Linked DNA regions of Bicyclus anynana: region 1 is linked to region 2. Evidence: chromatin contacts called from public Hi-C data. All regions are on one chromosome and are shown on one strand. Each heading gives the region's core, a stretch centred on a gene start, on an enhancer-like site or on the middle of the called end of the contact. The rest is flanking DNA. Distances are from core to core; before and after follow the strand shown.

Region 1 (3,833 bases), core at 472-2,971, 170 kb before region 2:
AGCAGTGACAGTGACAGTAGCTCGACAGCTAGTTCCAATGAAGAAGATAGCGGCCAAGAGAGTATCACGGCACATAAGAAAAAGAGAAAACGAAAAGTTTGAAGTAACTTGTAGTTCAATTCATAATATTATGTAATTAATTAATTATTATTTATGTAAGCGACAATTTTATCAGTTTATTTTATTATTATTTCTTGTTTATTATAAGTATTTGGTATTATTAGGTTTAATTGACATAAATTGTTGTTTGTCCAGTGATGTAACTACCATCTGAGAGCTATGGCAAGTTTATTGGTTGGGGCTCCAGAATAATGGTCACAGTGTTGATTATTATTTAAATAATTTTAAATAATAATAAATTTATGAGTTTGTAGCCTTGCTGTCTGGAAACCCCATCATGCTGGTGGCCCCTGGTATTCTACCTGCCATTCCACCCTATAGTTATGCCACTGTGTTTATCAAATTATATTTTGTTTTTTGTTATTGGACCAACCTTCTTAATATACGATAATATTGTCATGAGGCATTTGTCTTTTTATTAAATCCTAATGATTTAGACCTATGTGTTGCATTATAATTGATATTTTTTTAAAAAAATAAAATTAATATCTTGCAAAAAATTAAGATTTGTATTTTGAAAAAAACAGCTTTTTTTTCCAAAGCATCAAGGCGATGACGCTTAATCAGTAAATAAATTAAATTCTTTGCGTCAGTGTAAGTGAGTGTGTGTGTTACATGGTGTGTAACATATGGGTGGGTGTTATATGGTGTAACGTAAAACATTTCACCATTTTTTTTTTCGTGTTCGTGTGCCGATGGCTCCATGTGGGACCACTACGGTGACACCGGGGGGTTTGGGCGAGCGCAGAAGCTTCGCCTGATGAGACCCGAAGGCTGAAATAAAGATAGTAGAAAAATAAAGAAAGTCAATGGAAGTCGTTATTGCGTACGAACCACGGTGCGCCCAATTTGTCGCAGAAACCGGTTTTGTAATGTTTGGAGCGGCTTATAGGTAGTTTTGGGACGGTGGGCAAACACTACACTAGCGTAGGTTTAAGATCGGACGAGTCGTGGTTTTATAAAGCGTTAGCTTTGAACGGAGGTGCAATTTTTTTTTTGTTTATCATTGCGTAAAGGCGGTGCATTGCAGTGCAACCTTTTTCCACGCTTTATTGATGTGCATGGAGAAGCAAGCATGCGGTTGTCAAAGGTTACGCCCAGGTATTTTGGCAGTACATTGCCAGGGGATGGGAGCTCCATAAAGGGAGACTTCTTTGATTACGGGTTTTTTTTCGGAGGACCGGTTTGCCAGTGAAAAGCACGGCTGCGCTTTTCTCTGGGTTGACTTCTATCCGCCAGAGGCGGAACCATTTGCCTATAACGTTAACTGCCTTCTGTAGGTGGACTCTAATGGAACGCCGGTCTAGGTCTACGGCCGACGTGTAAATTTCACCAGAGTAAATAGCTTTAGGTAAGCGTTATAAAAAAAATGTTCTGGAAGTTGGAGCATCATAAAATCCGGGTCTGTCTAGTGAAATGAGTCATGAGTTAAGAACCGGCCGGCGGCCTCGGGGCACGGGCCACCGGCTCGAATATCCTAATATCTACTAAAGTGTTTTTTTTCAATATTTTTTTATCTCTATATCTAATCTGTGGGTAAACATTAAAATCTTCATTTGTCGTCTGTGGTTATTAAAATCGATACAGCTGTCAAATTGTCTATGGTTTTCAAATTTCAGCAGCCATTTGTTATCGTGATTTTGTACAGCGCAAGGAAAAATTGAATAAAAATGTTGCGATCCACTTCAGGTAGATTAGTAAATGCACTAAAAAAATCTCTGGTTTCACCCACTAGGGTATGCGCCATCAATGCTGTGAGGAGATCGCACGATGGTCCCCAGGAATCCGACGAAGAATTCGATGCCAGGTTAGTGTTAAAAATTAATGTTATGTAACAGAATATATGTTATCTTTTCTCCTTTACATATTGTTATCATATTAAATTTAGTATACTATGCAGAGTCCTAAAGTTGCGAATATTGAGCTATTCCAATTTGCTCTGATCTTAAAAATCTGAACCCTGAAAAAGCTCTATTATTAATTAGTAGACAACTTTTTGGTTAGGTTAGGTTTTTATCTTTATTTTTTTACACATCTACAACAAGTAGCGTCAATATGAAAATGTACATTAATGCCTACTGGACAGTTATGTCACAGTTATTGATGAAATCATACTAAACTAACAGATCAAGTTAAAAGTATGTTTAATTCAGGCTATCTCTAAAACACACCCAATTATTTCAGTAGTTTTTGTGTGATATTTCTATACCTTGCAGTTCTGGTTTGCATATACACTAATGAAGATATATACACATTTTAGAACTTAACTCCTTGGTCCTAGACCTAGGTGAAACAATACATTAGAGCTTATCACGAGACCAGGCTATAAAAGTACTTCTCTGTGGTGATAAAGTTATAGATATAGATATATATTCTAAAATACATTATAATTATTTGAATAACAAATAAGCAAAAACATCATATGAACCACTATTAGGATATTTTCCACTGATGTCTACCAATTCCCACTGTGCCTTCTTGCAATTCATGTCTAGTTACCCTGTAGGCCTATCATTAGTCAACAACATATCTTGAATTGAAAAGAGAAAAAGACATATTGTTAGCCAATAGTTGTAGAGTTAAAATATAGCTCTCCCTTTAGTCCCAACACCATGAAAGAGAGAAAGCGATTTGAGTGTGCTGCTATTGGTTGACATTTGTCTTTCTTTTTCTCGATATATGTTGTGGTGTGTATGTTAGGCTTTAAAGCACGCCTATCTTTGCCTCAGCTGTCGCTCTTTTTAGTTTACCTGTGAACATTAACATTCATTTCTCCCAAGTGTGTGATCACTTCTACTTCAGTTTCCTGATAGTGGCCCTAAATTCTTTAGTTCTTACAAATTGTTTTTACATTCTTTGTTTGAAAGTCTAATTACCAAGAAACTTCTGGACTCTAGAAGGATGCACGGTTCAAAAAGTTTACCTTTGTTATCCTTCTCCCTAAATATGATTACTACTTCCCATTTATCACAGACAAATACAATTTAATTATTTTAAACTTATTTCGTGGTTGTTCATTATGAATATTATTTAAACGGGTACATACCACGATAAAACAACACAACTGGATTGAAATATCGACATTAAAAAATTGTTATGGATAATACATACAAGTACAGTTGTAAAAGCATATAAAATATTTTTAAAATTTCAGGTATGAAGCATTCTTCAACCGACGAGATATTGATGGCTGGGAGATTCGCAAGGGAATGAATGACCTGTGCGGTATGGACTTGGTGCCTGACCCGAAGATCATAAGCGCAGCCATGCGTGCTTGCAGGAGGGTGAACGACTACGCCCTGGCTGTTAGGTTAGTCTGTTTATTTTTTGACTAAGAAAAGAGGTTTCTATTTGGTTACTTGGTAAAAAAATGTTATCTAAAATACAGTCCTATTACCTGGACATATTGAACTGATATTACTGTAACTGTTATCAAGATTAAACTATTATCGTTAAACTGGTATTGACATTGCTGCCTTGTGAGACAGCCAGGTAACATAAACATTATAATCTTTTTAACATAAAAGTGGAACCAACTAAACATATTTCAATTAACTTCAGTGACATATTTCAGTTATTATGATTTTAACACAAAATTACTAAACCAATTTTCATGAAAATGAAATGCGACCAATCTGGAAGTATATTCTTTTTAAAAAAAAAAGAATTTTCAACATTGGTTAACAAATGACACGAGGTAACAAACATTAAAA
Region 2 (4,277 bases), core at 1,559-4,058:
TTAAAGGCCATATGAATATAATTTATGAAGGTTGTAAAGATAATGGAAGATTCTTTGCACATATAATTACTTATGCAAGTAATATTTTTTATTTGTTGTGTTTTTTATTTTTCCAAGAGAAACCTTTTGAACTCTACATGTGGATTAAGAAATATGACATACCTTAAACCTTACATAAGACATACCTCTTATTCATATTGTACCTACAATAGATTAACAGATTCTTATCTGTCAAGGCCTGTAACTTTATTCAGTTGCAGAATAATATTATTAAAATAAAGCCTTAATGGCAAATGGCCCAGACTTAAATTAGAAAGCTCTAAGATTCAATTCTTGCCCAATGAATTGCATACCCAGTCTTCGAATTGCATCTATGACCAAATATGAAAAATAGGAAAATATGAAGTTTAGTCTGAAATTTTTATTATTCTAAATTTAAATATTTATTATCCAACTTAAAATTCAGTTTTATATTATACTAGCGGACGCCTACGACTTCGTCTGCTAATAGTTAGTATAAGCTTTTAATCCCCATATATTTATCTATTACCGTAAACATAACTTGATTTGAAAAATGACAGACTGACATAAAAAAGCTCAACCCCTGCTTCAACCCAGGTTGAATTTTCTTAAATTTTTTAGATTATTATTTTAAAAGCACAAATTTTTATAACCGTAACTCTAAAAATGGACGACTTTCTATAGAAACTTTCAACCCCTATTTCACCTCCTTTTCTTTTTATTTTATAGATAAAAAGTAGGCTATGTTCTGCTCCAAGGTCCCATTTATCATAATACCAAAATTCATCTTGATCGGTTAAGCCGTTTAGTCATGAAAAGTTAACAGACAGTCAGACTTACTTTCGCATTTATAGTATTAGTATAGAAGTAAAGATTTTTGATAATCTTTCTATTATTTTATGTAGTCTGTTAATTACAGATTACAGAATTTTCTTAATGCTGTGATATTTTTTTTATATCTTGTATGTTCATAATTCTGAGCTACAGTCAAGACATTTTTAAACATTCCAATTAATAGTGTTCCTTCCTTTTAAAAAGATTGAACAGAACCACATATTTATTATATTAGCAGTACACTACTCTATACTACCCCTTGACTCTTAAATGTTTTTATGGAAAATAGAATTCCTAAAATCCTGGCAATTATTCTAATTTTTCTCACCTATACCTCCACAAACATTTCAAGACCTAGATAGGATACATCTATTCCGCCGAATTTTAGCTGGACTAACAAACAGCAATTCATTTTTATAAATATATATTATTAGATTATTATTAAAGATGTCATCAAAGTTATCAGTAAAGGAGTCAGATTTTTCCACTAGTATGAAGTCACAGGTGTCTGCTAGTCTTAATTAATATTATACAGACTTTATTTTTTGTTTGTTACTGATAGGCTCCCAAACTACAGAACTGATTTTAAAAATTCTTCACCAATGGAAAACAACATTATCAGCAAGTGATCAGTTATATGCTATATTTTATACTTATGATTTATGTATCTTTTGGAATCTCCATATTTCCACTTCTATAAAACATGTATATAAGTACTGCAATGTATTGTTAAATTCAGCAAAGAGTTAGTCACCTTGAAAATTGAGATTAACATATCGTGCATAATTTTAAATCCATGGTCACATCATAACAAAGAATAGGAATAATTTTTATGATTAATTTCAAATTATACTTACAACTAACAATACTACATGTAATAATTAATAATACTTACAACATTATACTAGTTACAGTATAATTAATCACATAAAGCAATATTAATTTCACATTTTTAATTATTATTTCTATGGTAGTTACTAGGTATATCATTCATCTGTGATTTTTATAGTAATTATTTAAATATTTTTCTTACTTATTGTGAAAAGTGGATTTGAATCATAATGTTCTAGTAATGAGTTATTAGTTAATATTCATGAGGCTAAGTTTATTGCAGAGGTAAGTTTATTGAACAGAAAGATGTTACTTAGGTAATTATTTTAAGATTATAGATAATTTATTTTATTAAGTAAATAATTATAATGTATGTGTAATAATTATTATATGTTGTAAACTAACTTTATTGCTCAGTTAGTTTACAAAATATAGGTAAGTTATTTAATTATAATATACACAAAATACAATTAGTATATTTATGAAATTAATTTTCCTGTAATTATTGTAATCCTAGTTTCGTTATTATTCAATTGTAATGAGTTGGCACACATAAATAACATTTGATAGTGCTTTCCATATGGTTAATCATAATTCAATAATAATTAAAATAATAGGACCAAATAAATTAATTAATAGAGATTTCCTAGTATATTAAGACTATCTTAATAGTTTTTGTACACAGCGATCTAAAAATAGCTTACCCATGGCCTTTGTCGCGAATCTGTTCAAAAAATATATTTCAGCAACTTTTCTTAACTCATCTAAGCTATCTCTAAAAATTATTTATTTTTAGCATAATAAATAATCAACAAACAAATTCAAACAAACCATTTTTAAACAAATAAAACTAGATCTAAAGTACTTTTATCAATAATAATTATACAACATTAAACAGCAGTTAAAAGTCGCAACTTACATGAGAAAATAATTCTTCGGGTACAGCGACGCTTTTTGTATCTTCTAAATAATTATTCCAATCGAATTCCATTGTTTAGCAAACTACGGTTTAGTTAGGGACTTCATTAACTTCATTGGTTTAAAATTGATTTTAATTTAAGCTCTACATGAAAACGAAACTTCAGCACCCTTCCTTTGGAGTTTTTTTACTGAATGAAATTGAAAAAATATTGAAGTTCATTCGAATTTATTTTTCCATCTGGTAACTCAGTTACAGTCAAAGATACATCCGGTTTCCGTAATTTCCGCTAAAATACGTAGACAGAGAAAAAAGTTTTTTTTAAACTGGGTTTGCAGCTCTGAGTTCTAACTCATTCGAGCCCATTGGTTTGTGCTTAGCTGTACCTCAGACGAGTTATATAGGGACCTGCCTCACTAGCCTTTCCCCTCTGTCAAAGTATGGTCAACGATCCAACGTTAAATATTTTCGATGGCTGTTTAACTCGTCCCCTCAAAAATGACAGACAAATAATTAAGATGTCTGAATTTGAGAGCGATACAAGTCCAATGGTAAATTGGTCTGAGAGTGGGTTATATTCTTTAAGTCTTTTAATAATTTATTATTCAGAGCCGTAAATATATTAAAAAGTTAAATACAATGCATGTACACTGTATCCGTTACGACAATCCAAAGAAAATATCTATCCATGGAAAATTCTTGATAAGCAAAAGCATAGACTACTATTTATAGAAAAAAAATTCAGGCCACAATATAATACTCCCAATTCAGGTTGTTTGTCTGTAACTCTAATTTTTTATTTGATGAGTTGAGTTTTATTTGATTATTATCTATTAATCTGTGGAGTTGAGTTTGATTAGGCAATTTGTCATTCCTGTATTTATTTCTTTGTCAAGATAATTAATTTTTAAAAGGAACAATATGAAACCAGTATTGTACAGTTAAACAAGTGTATAAGTGTTAGCAACTAACGTGACTAATCAGTTAAGATATCGCAGTGCGTTTGTGTCCAAATTATGTGATCACTAAACACTTTCTCTTCGCCGATCGAGAAGTAACATCAAGAATGCAGGACAATATGTTTCAGTCTTTAGCAGCCAACATTTCGAATGGGACCAACGACGAGGGCTGTATGCTCCTGAACACATCGCAGAGTGTAATAATTACGGGGGCGTACAATGGGATACCGCAAACTTTGATTCTTAACGTGATATCATGGACATGTTTGATATTATTGTTTACGGTTCTGCGGCGCACGGCGTGGAACTACGGGCGTATGGCGCTCGTGCAGCGGTCGAAGAGCAGGTGGACGAATTTGTTTTACCGCGGCGGAGATAACGACGCTTTGGTAGAGAGACGACGGAGTGCAGACGAGTCTCTGAGCATCGACGAAGGGTTCTTCGCCTGGCTGCCGGCCGTGTTCCGCCTTACCCGCGAGCACGTCCTCGCTAAATGCGGCCCAGATGCCGTCCACTACCTCTCCTTCCAGAGACACGCGATAACGCTTATGTTCATCGTCACGTTAGTCTCCATAGGTATAATTTTACCAATCAACTTCCAAGGATCATACCAACTGGACGCAAACACGTTCAGTCGCACTACTCTATCCAACATAAACGGGCAATCGCCTTGGCTATGGGTACATACACTGATGAGTATTTTATTTTTGCCT

Evidence for each region. Hi-C and Micro-C count contacts between places; a contact is called where the count stands out from the background.
Region 1: a contact with region 2 is called in a Hi-C map of whole body, with 1.8 times the contacts expected there. The contact joins the promoter of LOC112048368 here to the promoter of LOC112056718 in region 2. A contact is called at or near these places in 2 of 2 Hi-C or Micro-C datasets (whole body and whole larva).

Annotation. Positions count from the first base shown.
Region 1 is chr1:18,345,815-18,349,647 of ilBicAnyn1.1, reverse strand. LOC112048368 (cytochrome c oxidase subunit 5A, mitochondrial) reads left to right here and starts at 1,721. Exons shown (of 3, transcript XM_024085866.2): 1 at 1,721-1,927; 2 at 3,275-3,430. The coding sequence starts at 1,791. It overlaps LOC112048357 (bifunctional arginine demethylase and lysyl-hydroxylase PSR), which reads left to right. Exons shown (of 3, transcript XM_024085855.2): 3 at 1-524. The coding sequence ends at 102.
Region 2 is chr1:18,180,985-18,185,261 of ilBicAnyn1.1, reverse strand. LOC112056718 (scm-like with four MBT domains protein 1) reads right to left here and starts at 2,808. Exons shown (of 12, transcript XM_052881186.1): 1 at 2,606-2,808. The coding sequence starts at 2,677. It overlaps LOC112044278 (CSC1-like protein 2), which reads left to right and starts at 3,380. Exons shown (of 1, transcript XM_024080075.2): 1 at 3,380-4,277. The coding sequence starts at 3,672.